5 separate regions of the Sus scrofa genome follow, and regions 1, 3, 4 and 5 are each linked to region 2. Evidence: chromatin contacts called from public HiChIP or PLAC-seq and promoter capture Hi-C data. All regions are on one chromosome and are shown on one strand. The core of a region is the stretch at or near the end of the contact, and the rest is flanking DNA. Distances in the headings are between cores, read along the strand shown.

Region 1 (2,912 bases), core at 153-2,652, 640 kb before region 2:
TACAACAATTCATTTGTGTCACTCAGGTTCAGAATTCTGGAGTTCGTGATAGGCAGTTTACTTGAAAGCAACAAGCATCCCACTTAAAAGAGCTTCTCTGAAGAGAGAAGCTACCTACTGTTGCGGAGGGATGCAGATACCCAGCCACCGCAGCCCAGAACCCCTCTGCTCTCAGATCCCGCGTACTCCTCTAAACCCTTCGAAGAGGGGGTTTCAGTTAAGACGAAAGACCCGGAGCCTCTGACCTATTTCGAAATTCCACTCCACGGGCAGCAAACAAAACTGTTCATCATTTCTCCGTAAGCCACAATTCCAGGGGTTCCTCCTCTGGCCGACTCCCGGATCAAACGTCACTGACCCGAGGACACTCATACAACCCGTGGTACTCCCCCTCCCCCCGCCAAAACAGCGCGCCGCCCTGGCTAAATCGCCACCGTGACTATCAGGAGCCAGGGAGGAGGGACGGGCGGCGCCGGAGCCCGAACCTCCCTGACGTCTTCCCACCGCGTTCAACCGCGATCTCCGGAGCCCGGCGCCACCGCGCACGCAGCGGCCCGTTCCTCCCTCCCCTCCCCCTCCCCGAATCTTCTGCGTCACAAAACTTTCCACTCCGGAAACGCGGCCGCGCGAGCCACGGCGCCGGGCCTGCGACAACCGGGCTGGAGCGAAAAAGGCCGGCGGAAGGAAGCCGGAGAGGAACAAGATGCCCGTTCCATCTTCGCTTCCGGGCCCGCGGCGGGCCGGGCCGCTCCGGCTCGGGGGCCGCAGCGCCGCCCAGCCACCCGACACCACACAAAGGAGGCCGCCGCCATTACCCCGAGCGGAGGCCACCCCCCTCCCGCCCCCGCGCCGCCCCCTCCCACATTCCAGGGCCGCGTTCCTCCTCCCGCTCGCACGCGCGCACCCACTCACACAGGCGCCAACGCCGCCCGCGTCTCTGACGAGCCGCGCACGGCTGAGCCCTCCGGGCCTTAAAAAGGTCCCCTATTCGCGAACCTCTGCGCAGCCTCTCCCCACACCGGCGGGTCACTAGGCAGTCGAGGTGCGCGCGCCTCCGCGAGAGCGCGCGCCCCTCCCCCCCCCGCCCGCCAGCGCACGCATACACAAAAGCCGCCATTGTGCTCGGCCCGGGGACAATACCGCGGGCCAAGCCGGGGTCCCGGCCCCAGCGACAGCCATAACCTACACTCCTGTCCCCTTCCCGCTCCCCCACAGCCCCGGGACATTCACACTCGCCAGCCCGGGGGACCCCGAAAATGGGAACTGAGGGTGCCGACTAGCGCTGCGCCACAAGCCAGGTTTAGGTCAGGGGAAGGACTCAAGCGGCAACGACCCCGGTCGGCTCCTTGCTGCTCACCTGCTGGTCCAGCCCGAGCGCATTTTCCACCGCCACATGACTCATCCCTGAAGAGTACCGAGAACTCGGAGTCTTCCGCTGCTGAGCTAGTGTGTTTGGTTAACCGCGAAGGCCCTCTCACGGGAGAACTGCGGCTCTGAGGCGCACGGCGCGGCCACGGATCTAATATACCCGCCCGAACGACTGCTACGTCAGCACGTAAGACGTGTGCCCTCCCTCTCACACCCGCACTCCTCCCGCCGCTACGATTTCTGCCTAGCTACTGCGCGCTCACTTAGCCCTAACCTCGCGGGATTTCCCAAGTCAGTCGTGTCCCCAGCTCGTCGTCCTACCTTGGCACTCAGAGCGCCAAGTACTGTCCTAGTTCGCTGAAGTTCCACTTACCCTGTCCTCCGCTCTTACCCTAGCCTAAGTCTAGGTCTCGAGGTCTCGCGAGAACTCGTCACCTCCAGTGTTTCGCCCGCTAGCAGACCTTAAAATCCAACCCCGGCCTTTTCCTCTTTCTTTCCCCAAGGTCTCTAGTTTTCCCTGTTCCTTTCTTTCAAGGGCGCGCTCTATCTCTCTCTCTCTCTCTTCTTTCCCTCCCAGTCCCCCGGACTTGGAGCTTTTGTGAGACTTCTCCAAACTGATCAGCTCTCGCTTTCTCGCGGGCAGCCGCTCCGAAATCGGAGTTAGGCAAAGAGAGGCCCAAAGCCCCTGGGACGACGGGTCATGTGATCGCAGGTGTCGAACGCGGAGGCCATTTTGGGGAGCAGGAAACCGTCGTTTTAAATAGAGTGCGCGGAATCAGGGGAGAAGAGGGGAGAGAGGGAGGAGGAGGGGAAAAGAGGAGGAAAGAGGGAGAAGAGAAGGAAAGGGAAAAGGAGGAGGGAAGAGGGCGGGATGGCGACCTCGCCGGGGGAGGAAGTGGAGGGGCTGGCGGCGCGCGCTGGTGGTGGCACACTTTTACCGCGCGGTTGCCTAGGCAGCGGGGCCGCCGCCTAGGAACGCCACAGCCCCTCCTGTTCTACCAACACCGCCGACCCCCACCCCACGCGAGCGCGCTCCTGCGCGCGTCCCCGCCCCCCGCCGTGAGGGAACAATGAGACAATCACTCGCTGAACTTAGGCGGGTGGTAGCGCACCCTCCAGGGACCCCGGCCCTCCGCCCACCCAGGCCCGGAGTTTCCTCCTTCAGGGCATCCAACGGCTCTGGGCGGGTGGTCACTGGCGCGGTGCTGCCTCCCTCAAACCCAGAGGACCCTGGGGATGGAGAAAGGATCTCCTAGGGAGTCGGGAGTGTTTGTGGCTGGGCGCAATCTGGGCCTGCCGAAGAAGTCTTCAGCATTACCTGTCGGGAGTCGGGGTTACCCTCGGGCGACTGCAGTGAATGGGGAATGGAAGAAGCGGGTTTCTGCCATCAGAGGAACCCCTTCTTGTGGCCCCCTCCTAAGCAGACAACCCCTAGTCCCAGCCTCAGTGCCGCAAAACCTTAAATGCATGTTTACTAATGGACCCCTGCCTTTCAGCAAGCAGCCGCTCGTACGCGGTTCTCATGAACGTTTTTCCCCCTCTCC
Region 2 (2,870 bases), core at 291-2,790:
CTGATTGGACCCCTGGCCTGGGAACATCCATATGCCATGGATGTGGCCCTAAAAAGACAAAAAGACCAAAGATAAATAAATAACTGTGGGTCCAATTTCAGCATAAAAACTTGCTCCTTTCTCTCTCACGGTTTCTTCCTCAGAAGAAATACCTATTACATTTTACTTTAATCCAATTTACTCTCATCCAAGTGTTCTTGATATAAAATCAATACGCAGAAAATTATAAGGACTTATATTCAGGGACCTTAAAGGACAGAAAGGAAAAATGTTAATGTATATTTCATTCTTCCTTGTGGAGTTTCCTTTTTCATTTGGTTTAATGAGAATAGAGTGTCTAAGGGAGTGATTTGAAATTTACTTGGGATGGATTTAGTGTTGAGGTTTTTAAGGAAAAATTAGCAGAGGCCAGCTAGCATTGTGCTGCACATTTCCAGGTGGCCAGTGATTTGTTAAAATACCTTGCCCAGGAATATGACTGATGAAAGGGCACATTTAGGTCAATATAAAATAATAGCTAACATTTCCTGGGAACTTACTATTGCCAGGCACTGTTCTAAGTATTTCAGCGTGTACTGTCAAAAAAACCCGGTGGGGTGGGCTTCCTTTTACCAATGAATAAACTGAGGCCCAGAGAAATGAATTAATTTGCTGAGATCAGATTAAGACTGCTTAAGATCAAACAGCCAAGACAAGCAGCATTTTGAGGCCAGAGCTAGCACTCCTAAAAACTAACACTTCGCTGTGAAACACAAAGTCAGGGGAAGGCTTCAGTGCTTAGACTCTTCCCTCGGAGCCTTTTGACTACACACAATTTTAACATGTTTTCCAAGCTCAAGAAGCTCACTAAAAGCAACTAAAACTGAGGTGACCCCTTGTCATTTGGAGTTGACAAGCCATTGCCTTATGACCCTCCTGGCACTTATTTAAAATTTAACTCAGATTACCTTATGCAAGGAGCTCTATAATTATCCTACAACCAGGGGTACTAAATCATCACCACCTAAGCTCCATGCTTCAGGACCATAGTGGAAGAAGTCCTTGTCTCACTGGGGGCGATTGTGTCGTCCTGTTTGCCTCGGCTAGGTGGCCCAATGGCAGGTGTTTTTGAGCTTTGTGTCACCTTGGCACGGTGCAGGCGCGTAACAGGTGCGCGGCCCAGGCACCCAGCGGTCGAGTTTCGCTAATGTCCAGATAAGCAAGCTACAGCCAATCGGCGGGCTTAGGAACCTGTTAAGTAAACTCCCTAGAATTGTGTAAGGCGAGGAACATGTTTAATTCAAGGCCTGTGCCTTAAACACGGTCTACATTTCTACAATTAAAAAAAAAAAAAAAAAGGGACTTCGGGAGAGTCGAATCTGAGTCAGCTGGTGAGGACTCAGTTTGGGGGAACAGAGAAGGGCGGTAAGAGTTTCAGGTACAGCCTATCTGGGCAAGTAGATACACGTCTGCTGATACCTAGGGCTGGGGCGGGGCCGATAAGCCCCGGAAACTAGAACGCCCCGCCTGGGGGGGCGGGGGCGGGGTTCCAGGCACTGCCGGCCTGGGCCACGCCCCACGACGGCGCCGTTGCCCCAGGCGCTCCCAGGCTTCTGCGCCTGCGCATGGCCGTGCGCCCCACCCCTTGCCCCGTGGCCCACGGGTCCCGATGCCGATATGGTGCTGTCCGAGCTGGCCGCGCGCCTGAACTGCACCGAGTACAAGAACTGGGTGAAGGCAGGCCACTGCCTGCTGCTGCTACGCGGCTGCCTGCAGGGCTTCGTCAGCCGCGAGGTGCACGCCTTCCACCGCGGCCTGCTCGCCGCCGCCCCCGGCCTGGGCCCCCACGCCACCTGCCGCAGCGTCTCGCGGTGCAGCCCGCGTGCCCGCCAGGTGAGCATCTGGTCCCGGGCCTTGACCACGGTCCCTCTTCCCGTTCCCTTCTCCGGGCGCAGTGTCCCTTGCCTTCCTCGGGGCGGGGCCGACCGCAGTGCATGAGGCTCAGATGCCCAGATGCCCCTCCCTCCCGGGTCCCTCCTCATCTCCGACCCCTATAGTTTCAGCCTCAGTGTCAGGTGTGCGCAGAGTGGAAACGGGAAATTTTGAAACATCACACCAACAGAAATGGAGATGTCCACTGGGGAAACTGCCGGCCGGGCCGCTGGCCGGTCGACGCCTGGGAGGTGGCCAAGGTAAGCTTCTGCGGTTGGGAGGGAAGGAGGAGTTGGCGCACCAGGTAGGGGTTACCTGGAGCCCAGGGCGTCTGTCGGGTCTATGTGGAAGCTGGGGTCCCATGTACAGATGCAGACACAGAGATTTGGGTTTTTGATCAAGGGTCTAGTGTCTGGGCGGTTCCGGGCTGTTATATTGGACCCAACGCATCTTAGTGAAAAATTTCAGCAAGAGACGCTGGGGCAAGATGTAGAGCGAGCATCGTGGGCACAGGCACAGAGGTAGAAGCAGGCAAGGCGTTTTTGAGGGTAACCCCCTGAAGAGCTCATTTTGTCTGTAGGTTGCTGAGAGGATGGCAAAATGAGTCAGGGGAAGTTAAAGCTAAAATAGAAAGAACCTTAAGTGCCTAGCTAGCTAAGGAATAAAATCTGGGGGAGGCAGGGGTATGGTAGGCAGCCAGATGAAAAGGGGCTTTTGGGTCTGTTGTCAGATCTTGGTGAAGTGACTTACTAGCCAGGCTGATGGAAGAATTTTTTTGACTCTTTGATAATTGCCAGAAGCCCAGTAGGGGGTGAGGAGGGGCAGTCAAAGTAGCCTCCTAACACAAATTTACTTTTGGAGTCAGTCTACTTGCTGGTTCCAGCAGGTGCAGGCTTGGTGCCTGGGAAGCAGGAATCAGAGTCCCCACTCATCTGCTATGGTGCAGCATTGGGCCATCC
Region 3 (2,728 bases), core at 28-2,527, 950 kb before region 2:
CTCCTTTACAATGTGTCAGTCACTGACTGTTCCTAAGGCCATTTATTGATGTTTTAAAAACTACTTACTTGATTTGTTAAGAATTGGAATTTAAAAAACAAACTACTGCGTTCACATAGTGGACCAATTTCCCAGGGGACATTAGTTGGGACTCATGTGAAATGGTCACAGTGGCTTTCTGATAGAAGATGGTTAATGGTTTTTAATGTTGTTACTTGACAAATACTGAAATTCACAGCCCTGTGTTAGTGTTTCATTGTATCCACCAGCACCACCCTCCCCTCGCGGTAGTTTTCAGCTGGCTCCTATAGGAGCTTCTGTACTGGAACACAGGACCTAGCAGATTCCATTGTGACCTCCAATGAGCAAAAGCTTTTTAAATGCAGTTGGGGTATGTTTGTGAAAACATCATATTGCTATGTTAAAATACATACCTGTTTGGCAGTGGTAGCAGCCTTTTACATTTGTAGTTTGACTTGATAATGACTGAATCATTCAGGCCATGCTTCAAAAATTGTACTTGCTGCATACAAAAATGAAGATTGAAAGCATTTTAGTAGTACTTAGGTATTGTTACAAGTATAACTGGCTAAAATTTTTTTTTGCTTAATCCAAGTGAATTATCAAAGCGTATTTCACTTTTTCTGTTTTTTAATATTCACTGTATTAACTTCTGAAACATGAAACTTAAAATTTAATGGGTCTGGTAATTACCATAAAAAAGAAATGATAAAATAGGAAAAAAATATTATTGAAAACAGTGAGACAGCATAACTTAAAGTTAACAAGTTATAGATCAGTTATCCTCTGGAAATAAAATTTGTTGCATTTGAAAATAACTTTTTATTCAAGTAGATCTTCAAGTCTTTGTGGCAGTATACAAAATACAGTATAAACAATGTAGCAATATGATAGTATGAGCTTAAATACCTCCAGCATCCTAAAGTACTTCAAGTAACTAAGAAGACACAGCCTCATTTCAAGTCAAGTCAAGGCAGAGGTATCATTCAAGCAGTTTACTCAGGGTTCTAGAAGCAACTGTTGCTAGTCACCATGAAGCAGGTTTCATTTTTAATATCCAGATAATCAAACTGTAACCAAAAAAAAAGCATCATTTATGCAGTTGAAATCAAGGCATACTCACAGTTCAGGTTCTCTCGAAATAAAAGGAGCTGAACCCCAAGCTTCCCTAGAGACAGAGACTCGTCTTGGTGTGTCAGCTGGACTCCTCCATCCGGTCGTGGTGCAATTGGTTGGGGTTGTCTCCTTTTTTTACATTTGCATGTGGTAATAGGTGTGTTTTTTTCTCTTTTCTTTCTTTTTTCAGTATGACAGCTCTCAGACTCTTTGTGAAAATATTAAAAAGCCCCACCACTATGCAACAACTCTATCTATAAGCTAAATGAACACTTTAACTTTAGAAAATTATTTATGTCTTTTATATGAATACCTTCCACCTGAACAGTTGTGGAAAGTGTCCCTTATCCCCCCAAATAAAGAAGTTTTGTAAATTCCAAGCAGAAATACGCATTTTCTAGCTTTCCTTAGAAATAATACATGATATGCTGCATGGACTTTTAAAGCACAAGCATTTAATTTCTCCTTCTGGATTCATTTTAGAAATTGAAGTTATTTATATAAAATGGTGTTCCTGTATTGCATTATAGTAACATGAGTAATGAATTATTTTATTATTTAATTTGTAAGAGCTTTGATCAGTATGCTATTTTAGTATATTTTCATGTATTCTTTTAAGACTTTGGATTATTTTTTCTAAAATAATCTTACAAATTTAGGACTAGATGAAATTTGTGATGGTATTTTCTCCTTTTTATCACTAGGATAAACTCTTCCAAGTAAATTGCAATATCTCCTATATTTTAAGGAAGATGATGAAGTAAATCTGCAGTGTTTATTTTGGTCCTAGTCCAGCATTTAACCGCTATCTGTCCATCTATGTAACTGCTGGCCCTGCAGTTTAATGTCATTTCCTCTTTTCTGTTGTCATCTAGAATGAAGAAAAGTTAGTTTTATATTCTCTGTAATTGTTACCCTGCAGCTTTGTTTATTTTACACTAAATAATATTTAACTCATTGGGCTTTATCTAATATTCTAACTATTTCTGGGTACATACACTCTTTTATCATATTCTCCAGAGCTTTTAGTTTATTATAAATATGACACATGGGACAGAGTATTTTTAAATTTCTAGAATAAAAATACTCTGCTTCCCCTAGAACTTCTGAGAAGGAAGATGATTATTGAATTGGCCTGGGAGGCATTTCGTGTGTGTGTGTGTGTGTGTTATATTGTAAAAAAAAAGCACATGGCATTAAATTAACCATTTTAACTATTTTTATGTACAGTTCAGTAGTGTCAGGTATGTTTATATTGTGCAGATATACTTATATTGATATATTTATCCTCTATGAAGTATATTTATATTGTTCAGTAGTGTTAAATATACTTATTGTTGTGCGTATATCTAGAAATTTTTCATCTTGCAAAACTGAAATTTTATATCCACTAAACATTAATTCCCACTCCCTCTTCCCCACCCTTCGCAACTACCTTTCTGCTTTCTATGAGTTTTGACTACTTTAGATATTTCATTTGAGTCAGCTCACATAGTATTTTTCCTTTTATGACTGGCTTATTTTGTCTAGCATAATATCTTGGAGGTTCACCCATATTGTACCATGTGACAGGATTTCCTTCTTTTTAAGG
Region 4 (2,711 bases), core at 147-2,646, 560 kb before region 2:
TGACTCGTATCCATAAGGACGCAGGTTCGATCCCTGGCCTGGCTCAGTGGGTTAAGGATCCGGTGTTGCCGTGAGCTGTGGTATAGGTTGCAAATGTGGGTCAGATCTGCTGTGGCTGCAGTGTAGGCCGGCAGCTGCAGCTCCAATTTGACCCCTAGCCTGGGAACTTCTATAAGCTGCAGCTGCAGCCCTAAAAAGACTCTCCCACCCCCCCAAAAAAATGGGGGGGGAAACTGTTAAGTTTTTTTTTTCATACAAAAGTTGTAAAATTTCTGGGCATTATCAAGGATTTGAATATGTTTAGAGACCGTCTGAAATACTCTGAATTGACAGTACTCAGCCAAATTGACCTCAGTGACATGTAGAGATCTATTATGAGGTTTATGTTATTTCCATTGTTGGTATTTTGGTCAAATCAGCAAGAAATTAAATATTTTTCCAAAGTGTTCACATACTCCATTTTTTTTTTTTAAAGCAGATGATGAAACAATCTCCAAACCCACATATTACCTTTATTCAAAATTTCTGGGAGTTCCCGTGGTGGCTTGATGGAAACACATCTGACTAGTATCTATGAGGATGTGGGTTCGATCCCTGGCTTCACTCAATGGGTTAAGGATCCAGCGTTACCCTGAGCTGTGGTGTAGGTTGCAGATGTGGCTCGGATCTGCCCTGGCTGTGGCTGTGGTGTAGGCCAGCAGCTGCAGCTCCAATTCCACCCTTAGCCTGGGAACTTCCATTTGCCTTGGGCGCGGCCGGAAAAAAGAAAAAACAAAATTTCTCCCTTTCTCTTTTGGTATGATCTGAAAGAAATGTTGTTGCAATTTACTTCTCCACGCCAGAATCGATTCTACTGGTTATATATGGACACATTTGAAAAACAATTTCATTTTATGGGGAGTTTGCAATTATAGTCACTGCATTATTGATGATCCGCCTGACAGGAAAAACTCCCATTTTGAGCTGCTCCTAAGTTTAGGCTTTTGCTGATGGGGAGAACTTCCTACAGACCAGCTTCCGGCTCTGTGCGTTGCAAACCTTGTTTCTCCTCCGCCTCCTCCCACATCCCAGCTGCTCTAGTCATGATGCCAGGTGGGCAGTGGGATTATTCCTGGAAGTCATTCCTACCCCGGGGTGGCCAGTAATAACCGCCTATGTAAACAGATCCCCTTGAGGGCTCAGTAGAGTGTATCCCCAATTCACCTTCCTCTCCGCCAGCTTCCCAGGTGTCAGGACCTGAGGGGAAGTCTGACCAGGGTGGGGAGAGAGCCATCTTAACCAATGACAATTCAATACAGATCTTAACCAATGTGCAATTTGCTTCCGCACACTGTGGCAACACGGACGAGCACGTGACTGCATTGCTGGGGCCCCGTCAAGGGGCTTCTGCAAAATGAGGGATCCTGCCGCTAAGCTTCATCAGCTCCCCGGAGGTACGAGCCTGTGAGGGAGGTTTTGTTTTCCTTCCTTGACAAGCGGCAGCGGAATGCCAAAAGGCTGGCTCAGGAAGGCTTGGATCTGTCTCCCCGTGACCTTGAACAGATCGCTCCCCTCTCCGTCCGCCTTGGTCCAGCACCTTGGTCTTTGCCTCCCACGCGCGCGAAGGGCTCTCTGGCGCCCACCCGGTCCTGGTCCCCCGCTGTGTCGGCCTGCGGCCTCTAGAGGGCACCACACCCCCGTCGCAGTGCCCAGGCGACCTTGTGGGGGGCGGGGGAGGCGGTTGCCAAGGCGACGGAGGCTGTCGATGCTTTGCACAGCAGAGCTCCAGGGCCTTGCCTACTTTTGAAGAGCTGCTTGTGATGCGGCAGGAGCCTCAGCCAGCTGGTTCCCCGTGGGTAGCAAAGAGCTGTGACCCCTGCTGTGGCCTGGGAGGGGCCCTTCCTGCCACCAGGGCTCCCCCGGGGAACTCAGCCAGCCCTCGTGCTTGCGAAGTGCATGGGACACTCCTGATCTTGATGTAGGGGGTCTGGGACCGGGAGGGAGTGCTCAGTAGGAGATCCTGGGGTGCTGTGAGCGGCGCTAGAGAGCAAGGCTCCGTGCCTCCCAGGCTGCTGCTCTGAGGGCTCCAGGCGTGGAGGGCCTGTGTTGGGGGCACCGCCCTAGGCTGGGTGGCAGGATCTGGTGGGGTTCACTGGAACCTCCATGCGAAGGTCAGGCCATACACTGGGAGAGGGACCCATCCTGCCCTGCGGCCCCCTTAGAAGGTGACTGGCTTCGACTAGGGACCAGTGGAAATGGCTAATATTTTCAAGAGATTTTTATCTTGGACCCCTGGGCCTGAGGTGCGAGAGGGGATTCTGGGAGACAGTAAAGCCCCTCCTCCCACGTGTGGGTAGAAGGGGTGGAGCGAGGAGGCGGAAGCAAAGGACTTGGGTGAGAAAGTCACTCTGATGACCGTGACAATTGTCAGTCCCCACAGCTGAGCCCGGGGACAGCCCTGGGCCCCTTGTGGGAGGCTGCCCGGCCTGGCCCTCTGTGGCATTCCTTTGTGGCTTAGTGCAGTGCTTAGTTTAAACCCTACTGATTGGAGTTCCCTTGTGGCTCAGTGGGTTAAGGATCTGGTTACTGCTGTGGTGCGGGTTCGATCCTTGGCCCTAGAACTTCCACGTGTCACAGGCCTGGCCAAATAAATCAATCACTGCTGATTGACCCGGGGGTAAATAGATGGCAGGAAGAGCTGGCCAAACAGAGAGGGTACAGGAGGTTGTGCA
Region 5 (2,938 bases), core at 429-2,928, 730 kb before region 2:
TTTCTTTCCCCACTTCTCCACCTGCTGAGACCCCAACCTTCCCAGCAGGCTTGGCACAAGGGCTACCTCCTAGCCCCTGCTTGGCACCCTCCCACCTTGCCTGTAGGCATTGGCCTTGCCCTTCGTAGAGTTCAGATGCTCCAGGGCTGCATCTCCATAACGCCTGGCAGGTACCACCCTCAGACTGGGCAAGATGGACGCTGGGGAATCAAGGTGCCAAGGACATGCCCACCGGGTTTCGGATACCTGGGACCTCAGAACTCCCTGCCCAACAGATTCTGAACCTGCTTTTCTTAGTCTGTCCTCCTGGGGGTGGGGGGGTGGGGAGCAGTAGACTGTGCCACCACTGTCCATAAGTGGCCTCTTAAAGGGCAGTGGGAAAGGGTCCTCCGGGTGTGGGGTGGACACAGGTTAGGAAGAGCAGGAAGCCACACCACAGCCCTTGAGCTGGAGTTACTCTCTGTGCCACCACGTTCTAGCTTAGAATGTGGAGGAATACAAGAATTCCAAACTTGAACCTGATCTTCCAGATTGTTATTTTTATGTAGGTATATCTGTCAAGGTAGGAGGATAGAATGCATTTTATTTAAGAGTTTGTTAGCTTGATTTATAACTTTTAAATATTTAGACACATGGTATGTGGTCCTTCGTGTGTACACTTGCCCCAGGTCTTACAAACATCAGGGGTGAGCCTACGTTTGGCACGCAACAGCGGTGCACAAGTGTTTGCTAACGAAGCCCAAGTGCGAATGGGGAATGGGGAGCTACAGAAAGAGGACTGGGGTGTGATAGCCTTGGCCCCTGGCCCAGCCTTTTTCTCTGACTCCACAGTTTTAGGACAGACACCCTCACTCCCCATGCCTTACAGTACTTGAAACTATTCCAGAATCTAGTCCAGACCAGCATTCTTCAAGTTGGGAAAGTGAGGCCCACAAAGGTTAAGTGACCTGCTCCCCAGGGTGACAGTTAAAAGGAAGTAGAGCTAGGACCCAGTCCTCCAGCATCCCAGTTCCTGGGTTATTCTGGGGCCCTAGTAAGACAGGGACACGATCGATCGATCCCCATCTCCGTGGCCACCCCCACTGGGAGAGAGCCACCCCCATACTGCCAGGCACCCCTAAACTACCTTGGCTGAACCCAGTCTGTGGCTAATGCACCCAACTCCTTTGTTCTCTATGAGAGAACCACCCTGCTTCTCCCATCCTTTCATTTCCACCTTCCAATCGAAACCCAGCTCCATGGGGCCCGGTTCTGGAATTGGGAAGAGGAAAAGGGCGGAAAAACTCTGCCTTCATTCCGCTGACCTCCGGAGGAATAGTGTCGCCCCAACTACAGGCTGGGGCACAGAGGGGGTGCGGGCTCGCGCCCTCTTCTGTTCCCCCCCCGGGGGGGCGGGGAGCAGGGTGTGCCACCGCGCTAATGGAGGGGCAATCTGGATGTTTCGGCCCAGCCCTCCCTGGACCCCTCCCTCCCCAGGCGTCAGAGAACTAGTTCAGCTCGCTAACCCCGGTTAGCAACCACGCGTGACACAATGGTTTTTTACCCTTAGGGTCACGTCCTTGCGAAACCTCTGCAGCTCCTGCAGACATCCGCCGTTCCCGGCCCCACCCTTTGGGGGCGAAGAGGCGGAGCCGCCGGGCGCTGAGCCCCGCCCCCGAGCAGCCCCGCCCTGCCCAGCGCAGTCGCCAGGGGGCGCTGAGGCTCTGGAGCCCGGGCGGGGCGGCTCCCAGGCCGGGGGCCCCGCCCATTCCCCCTCCCCCGCCCCCGAACGCCACTCTCTCCAGCTCCGCGGGGCGGGGCAGGGCCGGGAAAGTCCCAGGGTGCGTCTGTGCCGGAAACGTTAGTCACGCACCTGGAGCCGCAGAATATCCGGCTGGAAGGGATGCCAGGGCGAGGGCTTGACCTGCCAAAGGTCACACCGCAGGGAGGGTCTGCCAGAGCCTTGCCCTCCTGACCCGGCCATGTAGCTCTGATGGTGGCTAACACCCTGTTTGTTCATCTGTAAGTGAAGAGCTGGCTTAGGGTCCCTTCCTGCTGTGTCACTCAACAAACGCTGCCCAAAGATACACCTCCTCAGAGCCTCTTTTGAAATCACGGCTCTTTACATTGCATCAAAACTAGGTCTCTTCTCATCTCTCGGAAAAAGAAACCAGAGCTCCTTGAAGAAAAGGCAGCTTCCAGGTCTGAGGCAGGCAAAGTACAACATGATCCTGGAACATCTTATTATGACAGAAGAGAGGACATCAAAGATATTTGAGTAGAAGGAAAGTCGAGTGGTTCCACTGGCCAAAGCTGGGACAAGCATCAATAAGAATAGTGAATGTAATGAGTTGAAACGCATCAAATGAAATAAATGTATTTGTTAAATCTATGAGTTTATAGTGATTTGTGAAAAACTCTCATCAGTAGACGGTGGAGGTTACTAGGGCACTATTTTGAAAGGTGATAACTAAAAGGAAATTTACCTTGTCTTTCCTTTATGGGCTGTATTTCAAGGTAATTAAATATACCAGTTGAGAGAAAGTTTTTCCTAATAAAAGAATCGCAGCTAGGAGTTCCCTTGCAGAGTGGGTCAAGGATCTGGCATTGTCACTGCAGCAGCTCAGTTTGAGCTGTGGCACCTCGTCAACCCTGGCCCACGAAACTCCCCACATGCTATTGGCGCGGCCAAAAAAGAATCACAGCTAGGAGTTCCCTCATGGCTCAGTGGTTAACAAACTCAACTAGTATCCATGAGGATGCAGGTTCGATCCCTGGCCTTGCTCAGTGGGTTAAGGATCCGGCGTTGCCGTGAGCTGTGGTGTAGGTCTCAGACGTGGCTCAGATTCCACATTGCTGTGGCTGTGGCTATGGCTGTGGCTGGCAGCTACAGCTCCAATTTGACCCCTAGCCTAGGAACCTCTATATGCCTCAGGTGTGGCCCTAAAAAGACAAAAAA

Evidence for each region. Promoter capture Hi-C pulls out the DNA fragments that hold promoters and counts their contacts. HiChIP or PLAC-seq counts read pairs in DNA pulled down with a chosen protein or histone mark.
Region 1: a promoter capture Hi-C map of liver shows a contact between it and region 2, with 8 times the contacts expected there. The contact joins the promoter of DDX3X here to the promoter of CXHXorf38 in region 2. A contact is called at or near these places in 3 of 5 promoter capture datasets (fetal liver, fetal skeletal muscle and liver), 2 of 47 Hi-C or Micro-C datasets (embryonic fibroblasts and heart right ventricle) and 1 of 2 datasets of contacts at active chromatin or transcription factors (alveolar macrophages).
Region 3: a contact with region 2 is called in an H3K27ac HiChIP or PLAC-seq map of alveolar macrophages. The contact joins the promoter of GPR34 here to the promoter of CXHXorf38 in region 2. A contact is called at or near these places in 1 of 5 promoter capture datasets (fetal skeletal muscle), 3 of 47 Hi-C or Micro-C datasets (embryonic fibroblasts, fetal heart ventricle and fetal skeletal muscle) and 1 of 2 datasets of contacts at active chromatin or transcription factors (alveolar macrophages).
Region 4: a contact with region 2 is called in a promoter capture Hi-C map of fetal liver, with 5 times the contacts expected there. The contact joins the enhancer-like site here to the promoter of CXHXorf38 in region 2. A contact is called at or near these places in 3 of 5 promoter capture datasets (fetal liver, fetal skeletal muscle and liver), 6 of 47 Hi-C or Micro-C datasets (embryonic fibroblasts, fetal heart ventricle, heart right ventricle and 3 more) and 1 of 2 datasets of contacts at active chromatin or transcription factors (skeletal muscle).
Region 5: an H3K27ac HiChIP or PLAC-seq map of skeletal muscle shows a contact between it and region 2, with 4 times the contacts expected there. The contact joins the promoter of NYX here to the promoter of CXHXorf38 in region 2. A contact is called at or near these places in 1 of 5 promoter capture datasets (liver) and 2 of 2 datasets of contacts at active chromatin or transcription factors (alveolar macrophages and skeletal muscle).

The regions. Positions count from the first base shown.
Region 1 is chrX:36,988,571-36,991,482 of Sscrofa11.1, reverse strand. It overlaps DDX3X (DEAD-box helicase 3, X-linked), which reads right to left and starts at 1,402. Exons shown (of 17, transcript NM_001246203.1): 1 at 1,358-1,402. The coding sequence starts at 1,402.
Region 2 is chrX:36,350,573-36,353,442 of Sscrofa11.1, reverse strand. CXHXorf38 reads left to right here and starts at 1,540. Exons shown (of 7, transcript XM_003135023.4): 1 at 1,540-1,872; 2 at 2,037-2,171. The coding sequence starts at 1,657.
Region 3 is chrX:37,305,039-37,307,766 of Sscrofa11.1, reverse strand. GPR34 (probable G-protein coupled receptor 34) reads right to left here and starts at 1,277. Exons shown (of 4, transcript XM_013986067.2): 1 at 1,145-1,277; 2 at 435-523. All of the region lies in intron 5 of CASK (peripheral plasma membrane protein CASK), which reads left to right.
Region 4 is chrX:36,915,101-36,917,811 of Sscrofa11.1, reverse strand. No RefSeq gene overlaps it. Among named protein-coding and RNA genes, the nearest start is that of DDX3X, 74 kb to the left of the region's middle. Within about 2 kb of position 1,396, at least 22 of the 83 cell types and tissues checked have an H3K27ac peak or open chromatin away from gene starts, as enhancers often do. A contact at or near this core is called in embryonic fibroblasts, fetal liver and retroperitoneal adipose tissue, where this site is marked.
Region 5 is chrX:37,078,937-37,081,874 of Sscrofa11.1, reverse strand. NYX (nyctalopin) reads right to left here and starts at 1,678. Exons shown (of 5, transcript XM_003360273.4): 1 at 1,544-1,678.